Linked DNA regions of Mus musculus: region 1 is linked to region 2. The links are chromatin contacts, called in public Hi-C maps. All regions are on one chromosome and are shown on one strand. Each heading gives the region's core, a stretch centred on a gene start, on an enhancer-like site or on the middle of the called end of the contact. The rest is flanking DNA. Distances are from core to core; before and after follow the strand shown. Region 1 overlaps 5430437J10Rik (RIKEN cDNA 5430437J10 gene). Region 2 has its middle 51 kb from the start of 5430437J10Rik.

Region 1 (5,214 bases), core at 2,556-5,055, 93 kb after region 2:
TTTTTTTTTTTTTTTTTGCCCTGCTAGAAGAGCTGTCTTCACACTGTTGGCCCATTACAAATTCAGGAGGAACCAAACCAAATTAAGATGAACAACCAGTGCATGGCCTCCGTGCCAGAGACTTAGTTGATCTGGAGATGGGTCAATGAAGTCAGTACTTTCCATTCTGTCTAGGTGAATCTAGAAGGTAGAACCAGTGTAACAGGGAAGATTTGCTAACCTTGACACTTTGGAGTGAGTGGCTTTGTTGAGAGGGGCTTTCCTGATCTTTACAGAAAGTTTATAGTATCCCTAATTTCTGTTTACTAGATGCCTAAAGGACGCTTTCCCACATTGGGCAAACCAAAAATTACCAAAGATTACCAGATGTCTATTCAGGACCAAAATGCCCCAGTTGGGAACCACTGTTCTATGGTCATGTTTCTCAAAATTTAGTGCAATACTGCCCAGGAGAAATTTAATACTAACCACATGTACAATTGAAATTGTTTTCAGCAGTCATTTTTAAATAAACAAATACAAACAGATAAAACCAATCTTAATAATGTAGTTAACTTAACCCAATACTATCTGAGCTAGATTTTAATATTCACTTACTATAAAGTCATTAGTAAGCTATGAATCTATATTGTGTTTCTCAAGTTCTTGAGGTCTTAATGTGTAATCAACACTGCATCCCTCAAGTGGGATTAGCTACAGATAGTATGCTCAGTGGTCTGTGTGGCTAAAAGCTGCTGTATCAGACAGACATGTTTTAGTAGGCGTCAGAATGAGCTGCTGTGTTCCTTAACATACAGATTGCTCTCATGCTTCCCTCTTCTTCCAAGCTTCTGCTTCACTGGCAATGCGAATTCCAAACAGATGTCCAGTAGTAATGGAGATGTACTGACTATACTTTGAAAACTAGAGTAGAGAAACCCTAACGTGTTAATTAGACATGAGTTGTATTTGTTTGTTTGTTTATTTGTTTGTTAGGGTTTTTGTTCATTTATTTTGGCCAGTGACAGTGACTTGGAGCCCAGAAGACTCTGATAATCCTAGCTCCTTCCCTAGGCCAACTCTAGCTGCTTACAGGAGTGTAATTCACATTCTTAGGGGACCACCAAGAGCTCTGACTGGTGACAGGACACATCCTTGAGCAGGACCTTCCCTGTTTGCTTAGGGCCTGTTTTCCTGTTAGCATATCTCTCAGTTCCCTTTTCCTACTTTTTCTATGAGGTTCAACACTTTAGGATATCTTTTCTTTTCCTTATCTGCTTCTTATTATCTAGAAGCCTAGTACAGTGCTTTCACACATAAGTACTTAGGTATTTACAGAATTAATGATACTGTAAAAGGAGCAAAGGGAAGAAATGATAGTAAGGTATTTAGTCAATTTGGGGATCAACTGAATACAGGGGTTCAGGAGCCTTTGCCTGGCTCCTGTTGCACTAGAATCATGAGTGGTACTTCCTGAGACCTTCATCTGTTCCTAGGAATATGTGTGACTCACTTCAAAATAATTGCCTCCTAGGAAGCTTTCTCTCAGTCTGCTTGTCTGACTCTTCCTCCTTCTTTCCTTAGTGGGACTGGAAATGATCTTCCTGTTTGTGATGTCACCAGCACCTGTGACATGTACCTGGGATGGCCCTCCCCCAGGACTGTTAGTGCCAGGAAAGTGCTGGGTGCTCAGGCTGAACCTTTTCACCAAGCCAGTGGCATTCCAAAGCCATCACGTGGAGATTGACTCAGTCCTAAATCAGGGAGCTCCATCACAGGGTGGAAACTTGCTTCCGAAGGGAGTGACTGATGTTATAAATCCTGGCTAAAGTACATTTTTTATTTTCATCATATATAAAAATAGCCTGGGCACTTGTTCTCAGTATTTTTTTTTTTTTTTTTACTTTTAACAATGGAAAGCAATCTTTCCAAATTTCTTTTGGAAAAAGCCTCCACCTCCCAGACTGTCAGTGCTGAGATTTAATGTTAACCAAGTGTGAATTAACCATTAGATTTACGATCGCTGTCTGTATACCTATGTTCACAGACAGCATGAGTGTAGATACATGGCAAGGTGTGATTTGGTGGTCTCTCTCAGAGGCAGGTGGCCGTAAGAAGAAAGCTAGAAGTGAGTTGAGCTTCACATTATGAGACATTGTTCGCTATCCGTTTGCTCATGGGACTCTTTTTCCTTTGGAAACACAAAAAGCAAAATAAATAAATAAATAGATAGATAAATAAATAAATATCAAATAGCGTAAGATGGAATTTTCCACTTTGTTTTATAGGAGTGTGCAAATTTTAAGATTATTCCCCCCTCTTTATCTAAAGGAGTGGCTTTAGGAATTGATGTAAAAACATTCTCATCTCAAATAAGATAGTTTATTCTGGAACCAAATATGTGTGACCATGTCCTGGGAACACAGGCTTAGATTACCCTAAATTATGTTTCAATATACAAATAGCTTCCTGAAGGTTTACAGTAACAAAACAAAAATCGTAAAATCAAGACCTTTTTCAACTCCATGGATGGGAACATGAGAGAGGCAGATAAAAGTGCCCAGAGTGAGGTCTCAGCCACAGGCCTCAGGTGCTTCCTCAGAGCAACAGCCGTAGCCTCTTGATTGGTGTGGAGTATGGTTCTGTTAAGATAATGTATCCCCAAAAGCATTTAGCTCCTTGTCACAGGATATTAGATCTGGTACACAGACAGCTCTTTAGGGAGCCAAGCATAGGCAAGGTAAGTTGTAATTAGGCTCTGTACCTACAACATTCAAACGTCCGCACATCACTCAAGTTAAAAGCAGCCAATTAGCCTCTGCCAACACAGTTTCTCTCTAGCAATTTTCCTTGAGAGTAAGCTAATATAAATCCCTAAGCACACTTGAGGTTTGTCTATGCTTTTGATGAAAATGACTGCTTAATCAATAAAACCTATCAGGACGGAGGTTTGGAATGTTGTGACAGCATTTGTTAATATGCTCTGACTCACTCAATAAATATGGCAGGCTTGGGAGCCAGGCATTACTCTGAATATTCTCAAAGAACAGTGAAAATATAGTTTGCTTATGAAACTTCAGGTAAAAGTTGCCTGGAGGGATCTTTTGCACTCAGAAGACAAACCACTATGCTTTTATTACATTTGGTCTGGAAACCATGCTTTAAGACATGCATACAGGGAAACGCTTTTCTTCTGTTTCCTTAGGTAACTGTAGAATGACGCTAAAGAGCCTTTCTTTTCCCTATTTTGGTATTTAGTGTTGAGCAGTGATGGGGCAGCTCTAATGATGGGTACTGTACAACAAGCAAGGATGTTGTTTCTGCAGCAGAGATTTAAAAAACAAACTAAAGGAACAGTGTTCACCACAAGTAGGATGGTTGACATATTAGTTACAAGGAGAACACAGGGGAAATAGATCTACATTGAAACAAAGGCTAAAATTTCAAATAATGTTAGTGCTTAGCAGAAAAAAAATATGGTAAAGGAAATACTTTGAAATTGTGCTCTCTCTGTGCATTACCTCATTCATCTCTATGGTAATCTGAACGCACAGTGGCCAGGCGTTCTTCCCATTGAGCAATGAGGAAGTGGCGCACGAGGCACTTGGTTATATAACTGACTTAGAGATGAAGACAATGTAAGAGGCAGACTCTTGGGAGCTTTGGGGGACTTCTTCAATGATGTGATTGTTTTGTCTTTCCCAGACTTTGTGAGCATCTCACAGCCCACTCAAGACTATGTTCAGGATACTCCATAAGAAGTGCTGCCTTCACCCCAGGCTGCTGAAAAGCAGGTCACAGGCTAGGTGAGTCAACCAATAGTTAACTTCTGACAGACACTGTTACACAAGGTTAGCTGTCTAGTAGAGTCTCATACCAACAGAGCTGACTCATTACTCTCTGAAATCAAATGTGTTGAGCCTTCCCCTCCTCCAGCTTTCTAGCATTTTTGAGCTTGGGTGAGTTTACACATGCTAGAGTGAACATTTTATTGATACAGCTATCTATGAGTTTTCTCCATCTCCATGCAACCCTTCACCCATACTCCTGTAAGTAATTCCATTAAGCTCATTGGTTCATCAAATTGGACTTTGGTGGTATCCTTACTTTGATCTGTCATTACTTCTTATTTGAGGTGAGTCCATATGTGTTAACATTTCCTCAGGAATAGTGTCATGCAATACTGCACCACAATCATCTTTCGTCTAAAAGTGTCACATCTTTTCATCATGGAATAAAATAGTCAGGATAACTTATGTAAATATTGTGAAATTTAGCTGAATTTTTTCTCTGTATATAAATATATCTTTCTAGCTCTCTGGGATTTAGTGAACAGACTCACTTACTTGAAATATTTCCTTTATTGAAAAAAATTTTTTCATTTTTTAATTAGGTATTTTCTTCATTTACATTTCAAATGCTATCCTGAAAGTCCCCTATTACCCGCCCCCCTCCTCGCTTCTTGGCCCTGGCATTCCCCTGTACTACTGGGGCATATGTGTATATATATATATGTGTGTGTGTGTATATATATATATATATATATATATATGTATATATATATATATATATATGTGTGTGTGTGTGTGTGTGTGTGTGTGTGTGTGTGAGAGAGAGAGAGAGAGAGAGAGAGAGTTCCATATTTTAGAGGACAACTTGTGGTGGTCAGTATACTCCATTACTATATGGAACACTACAGGAATTAAGGTTAGATGGTTAAATATTGGGGCAGCAACCTTTAAATGCAGACCATTTTTGATCAGATTAAAAAAATGTTTTGTTTAGTTTCCTTTTATTACAGTAGGTATAATTACTTATTCTGAAGATATCAAGATATTTATAATTAATAATGAATTCTCATAATTTCCTGTTAAAGCAGTAACTTGGGAAGGCGAAGTTTTGCATTGAAGCTGACCTACAGTAAGTCTGAGAATAAAATGGAGAGAACTCCATGAACATATTTGAAGACGGTGATATCATTTCTTAAGATAAGATTGCATTTGAGTCTTTTGTAAATCTTTTGGTTCCATATTTTGCTGTGTAAAATGTCCTCTGGTTTGTAGCCTGTGGCCTTTGTAGGGATAACTCTAACTGACTTCCAGTCGCTTTGGGAAAATGGCAAGCACCAGCATCTGGATCGCTTCATAAACCCTGTCTGTCCAGTCTGTGTAGCAGGGAGCCGCAGGTAAGCCTGCAGACATCTGTTCACCCTCCTTCAGTCAACATTTAAGTAAA
Region 2 (4,756 bases), core at 2,017-4,516:
GATCTGATGATGTTTTGGATTTCCTCAGGTTCTGTTGTTATTTCTCCTTTTTCATTTTTGATTTTGTTAATTAGGATACTGTCCCTGTGCCCTCTAGTTATTCTGGCTAAGGGTTTATCTATCTTGTTGATTTTCTCAAAGAACCAGCTCCTCCTTTGGTTGATTCTTTGAATAGTTCTTTTTGTTTCCACTTGGTTGCTTTCAGCCCTGAGTTTGATTATTTTCTCCCATCTACTCCTCTTGGGTGAATTTGCTTCCTTTAGTTCTAGAGCTTCTAGGTTTGCTGTCAGGCTGCTAGTGTATGGTCTCTCTAGTTTCTTTTTGGAGGCACCCAGGGCTATGAGTTTTTCTCTTAGGACTGCCTTCATTGAGTCCCATAAGGTTGGGTATGCTGTGGCTTCATTTTATTACACTCTAAAAAGTCTTTAATTTCTTTCTTTATTCCTTCTTTGACCAAGGTATCATTGAGAAGAGTGTTGTTCATTTTCCACGTGAATGTTGGCTTTCTATTATTTATTTTGTTATTGAAGATCAGCCTTAGTCCATGGTGATCTGATAGGATGAATGGGACAATTTCAACATTTTTGTTTCTGTTGAGGCTTGTTTTGTGACTAATTATGTGGTCAATTTTGGAGAAGGTACCATGAGGTGCTGAGAAGAAGGTATATCCTTTTGTTTTAGGATAAAATGTTCTGTAGATATCTGTTAGATCCATTTGTTTCATAACTTTTGTTAGTTTCACTGTATCCCTGTTTAGTTTCTGTTTCCATGATCTGTCCATTGATGAAAGTGGTGTGTTGAAGTCTCCCACTATTATTGTGTGAGGTGCAATGTGTGCTTTGAGCTTTAGTATAGTTTCTTTAATGAATGTGGCTGCCCTTGTATTTGGAGCATAGATATTCAGAATTGAGAGTTCATCTTGGTAGATTTTCCCTTTGATGAGTATGAAGTACCCCTCCTTTTCTTTTTTTGATAACTTTGTGTTGGAGGTCAATTTTATTCAATACTAGAATGGCTACTCCAGCTTGTTCCTTCAGACCATTTGCTTGGAAAATTGTTTTCCAGCCTTTAACTCTGAGGTAGTGTCTGTCCTATTCCCTGTGATGGGTTTCCTGTAAGCAACAAAATGTTGGGTCCTGTTTCTGTAACCAGTCTATTAGTCTATGTCTTTTTATTGGGGAATTGAGTCCATTGATGTTACAAGAAATTAAAGAAAAGTAATTGTTGCTTCCTGTTATTTTTGTTGTTAAAGTTGGGATTCTGTTCTTGTGGCTGTCTTCTTTTAGGTTTCTTGATGGATTACTTTCTTGCTTTTATGAGGGTGTAGTTTCTGTCCTTGTGTTGGTGTTTTCCCTTTATTATCCTTTGAAGGGCTGAATTCATGAAAAGATTTTGTTTGGATTTTGTTTTATCATGGAATACTTTGGTTTCTCCATCTATGGTAATTGAGAGTTTTTCTTGGTATAGTAGCCTGGGCTGGCATTTGTGTTCTCTTAGGGTCTGCATATCATCTGTACAGGATCTTCTGGCTTTCATAGGCTCTGGTGAGAAACCTAGTGTAATTCTAATAGGCCTGCCTTTATATGTTACTTGACATTTTCCCCTTACTGCTTTTAATATTCTATCTTTATTTCATGCATTTGTTGTTCTGATTATTATGTGTTGGGAGGAATTTCTTTTCTGGTCCAGTCTATTTGGACTTCTGTAGGCTTCTTGTATGTTCATGGGCATCTCTTTCTTTAGGTTTGTGAAGTTTTCTTCTATAATTTTGTTGAAGATATTTGCTGGCCTTTTAAATTGAAAAATCTTCATTCTCATTTACTCCTATTATCCATAGGTTTGCTCTTCTCATTGTGTTCAGAATTTCCTGGATGTTTTGAGTTAGGATCTTTTAGCATTTTGCATTTTCTTTGACTGTTGTGCCGGTGTTCTCTATGGAATCTTCTGCATGTGAGATTCTCTCTTCCATCTCTTGTATTCTGTTGCTGATTCTCACATGTATGGTTCCAGATATCTTTCCTAGGGTTTCTATCTCCACCACTGTCTCACTTTTGGTTTTCTTTATTGTGTTTAGTTTCCCTTTTAGGTCTTGTATGGTTTTGTCCTATTCCATCACCTGTTTGGTTGTGTTTTCCTGTATTTCTTTAAGGGATTCTACCTCTTTAGCAGTGTTCTCCTGTATTTCTTTAAGTGAGTTATTAAAGTCCTTCTTGATGTCCTCTACCAGCATCAAGAGATATGATTTTAAAACCGAGTCTTGCATTTTGGGTGTGTTGGGTATCTAGGACTGGCTGAGGTGGGAGTGCTGGGTTCTGATGATGGTGAGTGGTCTTGGTTTCTGTTAGTAAGATTCTTATGTTTGCCTTTCGCCCTCTGGTAATTTCTGGAGTTAGTTGTTATAGTTGTCTCTGATTGGAGCTTGCTCCTCCTGTGATTCTGTTAGCCTCTGTGAGCAGATCTGGTAGTGTAGCTCTCTCCTGAGTTTCAGTGGTCAGAGTACTCTCTGTAGGCAAGTTCTCCTTTTTCAGGGAAGGTGCACAGATATCTTGTGTTTGGACCTCCCTCCTGGCTTAAGATGAAGTCCTGAAACAGGGCCTGTCCCAGAATCTGTATACCTTCTGTAGTGTGTTCTCTCACCTGAGCAGACTAGTCTCTGAGGGATCTGGTACCCAATATTGCTCTCCCAGGTGCTCTGTTGTAGAGCCCTCCTGGGCAGGGCAGATACCTCTCCTCTGTCAGGGAAGGTGCCGGGATGTCTGGAGCCCGAAATGGGCTCTGTTCCAGAAGCTGTGTTGCTTCTGCCTGTTGTAGAAGCTGTGTAGCTTCTGTAGTCCGCACTCTCGCCTGGGCAGACTAGTCTTTGAGGGATCTGGGACCCAAGATGGCTCCCCCCAGGTGCTCTGCAGCAGAGCCCTCCTCTGTCGGGGAAGGTGCCTGGATGTCTGGAGACTATAAATTTTTACTTCCTGGTTCCTGTTTTCTTCTGTGTAACTCTTCAACTTTACACTGTATCCTTGTTTCCTTTTCTGTAATCCCTCAAAAGCATAGACTTTTCCCTGGAAAGGAAACTAGAGATCCTGTTGTCCAAGTCCTTCACCTTACAGACGAGAACCTCCAGGCCAATGTTGATTTATTAACACCCGGAAGATGAATAAAGTAATAGCAGAAGTGAAAGATTAGGATCTTTTGAGCATAGTTGCTGTCAACGTGGTTTGACTCTTCTCAGAGCTCTGAGTCACTGTCTGTGTGATTGCACATTTGATTAAACACATACAGTTCCTTCTATAATTAGAGGCAGGTAAAAATAGCAAAGTGACTTGACCACTTCTCCATTTCCCTGGAGCCCATGTCACAATTATCGTCTTCCTTTTGACAGCAATGTTATAGTTTTATATTAACTATTTTATTCGTTTTTGGGGGTTTAATATAATTACTGCCTGGGGCCACTGAGGATTAGTGAAGCATATGTAAATAAAATCTGGGTGAGTTCAGAAAAGCACGAGGAGGGGAGATGTAGGAAACCCCCTGTAGCATTGCAGAGGTGTCAGGGCAGAAGTGAGAGCTGCAAACATGTCACAGCCTGGCGATGCTGTATCATAACCTACAAGTCAGGAGGTCTGGATTCCCTGTTCCTGGGTGCAGGTCTGAACCTTGGAAAGTTGATGACATTTAGCTGTCATTGGTGGCTTTCATTATTAGAATGAGCTAAAAGAGAAGGGACCTTTAAAGTGACCTTTCCCACCAGAACCTATGACCCAGATGATGTCATGCATGACAGGCCCTGTTACAGGGATTTTTCACATGATCAGCTGAGGAGCTACAATATCCATTTTGAACTTGTCCTGTAGTTCTCAAAAGAATGTACTAATCTTCAGCCGTGTGTGTGTGTGTGTGTGTGTGTGTGTGTGTGTGTGTGTGTGTGGGCCTTCTGTATGAGAATGAGAAGATGTTGGGTGAGAGCCTCATTTAGGTGACAGGAAAATAAATTACTTCAATCTACATTAATGATGAAAGTTCATTTACTCCTATTTTATTAATATATTTTTAGTTAAAAGAGAATTACATCCCTTTCCCACTACCCCTTTCCTCCCTCCAGCCCCTTCCCAGATATTTTTTCCTCCAATCCCTCCTATGACCTTCCCATGCTTACATTGCTAGCCTCTATTTCTTTGATTATTACTGTTTCATATATACATATGTGTGTGTGTGTGTGTGTGTGTGTGTGTGTGTGTGTGCACGTGCATAAGTATCCACAAATATATAATCAACTTTCTGGGTCTTTTTTGGTTGTTTGTGTATATATGGACCCGTATTCATTGAGTAACCAACAAGGGGACTTATATCCAGGAGAGGCTAATTCTCCTCTGGCTGTTATTAGTTGCCTGTGGGTGGGTCCCATGACATTTTACCCACTTTCATGTCACCAGATCTATTGATAATGAAATTGTTCCAGTCTTGTTTATTCAGCCATTTCTAGGAGAGACTGTTTCACAGCCAACTTCCTGGTGTTCTGGATCAGACAATCTTTTTACCCTTTCTTCCAGGATATGCCCTGAGCCAAGCCATAGATATAAGAGCTGTGATATAAGTGTATCCATTGAGGCTGGGCTCCTCATGATCTGTCGCTGTATTGTGTTCAGCTGTGGGTTTTTTGTGATAGACTCCATTTGCTGTAAATAGAGGCTCTGTTTGATGAGGTGTGGGAGCTACCTACACTTATCTGTACCCACAGCATTGAAGGATGAGATTTGAGTTG

The links. Hi-C and Micro-C count contacts between places; a contact is called where the count stands out from the background.
Region 1: a contact with region 2 is called in a Hi-C map of myeloid progenitors, with 2.1 times the contacts expected there. The contact joins two enhancer-like sites. A contact is called at or near these places in 2 of 484 Hi-C or Micro-C datasets (Th1 cells and myeloid progenitors), 1 of 115 datasets of contacts at active chromatin or transcription factors (CD8 T cells) and 1 of 9 other capture datasets (bone marrow-derived macrophages).

The regions. Positions count from the first base shown.
Region 1 is chr15:5,535,941-5,541,154 of GRCm38.p6, forward strand. 5430437J10Rik (RIKEN cDNA 5430437J10 gene) reads left to right here. Exons shown (of 5, transcript NR_045274.2): 2 at 3,685-3,785. Among named protein-coding and RNA genes, the nearest start is that of 5430437J10Rik, 42 kb to the left of the region's middle. Within about 2 kb of position 3,806, at least 93 of the 459 cell types and tissues checked have an H3K27ac peak or open chromatin away from gene starts, as enhancers often do. A contact at or near this core is called in Th1 cells, bone marrow-derived macrophages and myeloid progenitors, where this site is marked.
Region 2 is chr15:5,443,350-5,448,105 of GRCm38.p6, forward strand. It overlaps the pseudogene Gm46496. Among named protein-coding and RNA genes, the nearest start is that of 5430437J10Rik, 51 kb to the right of the region's middle. Within about 2 kb of position 3,267, at least 126 of the 459 cell types and tissues checked have an H3K27ac peak or open chromatin away from gene starts, as enhancers often do. A contact at or near this core is called in Th1 cells, bone marrow-derived macrophages and myeloid progenitors, where this site is marked.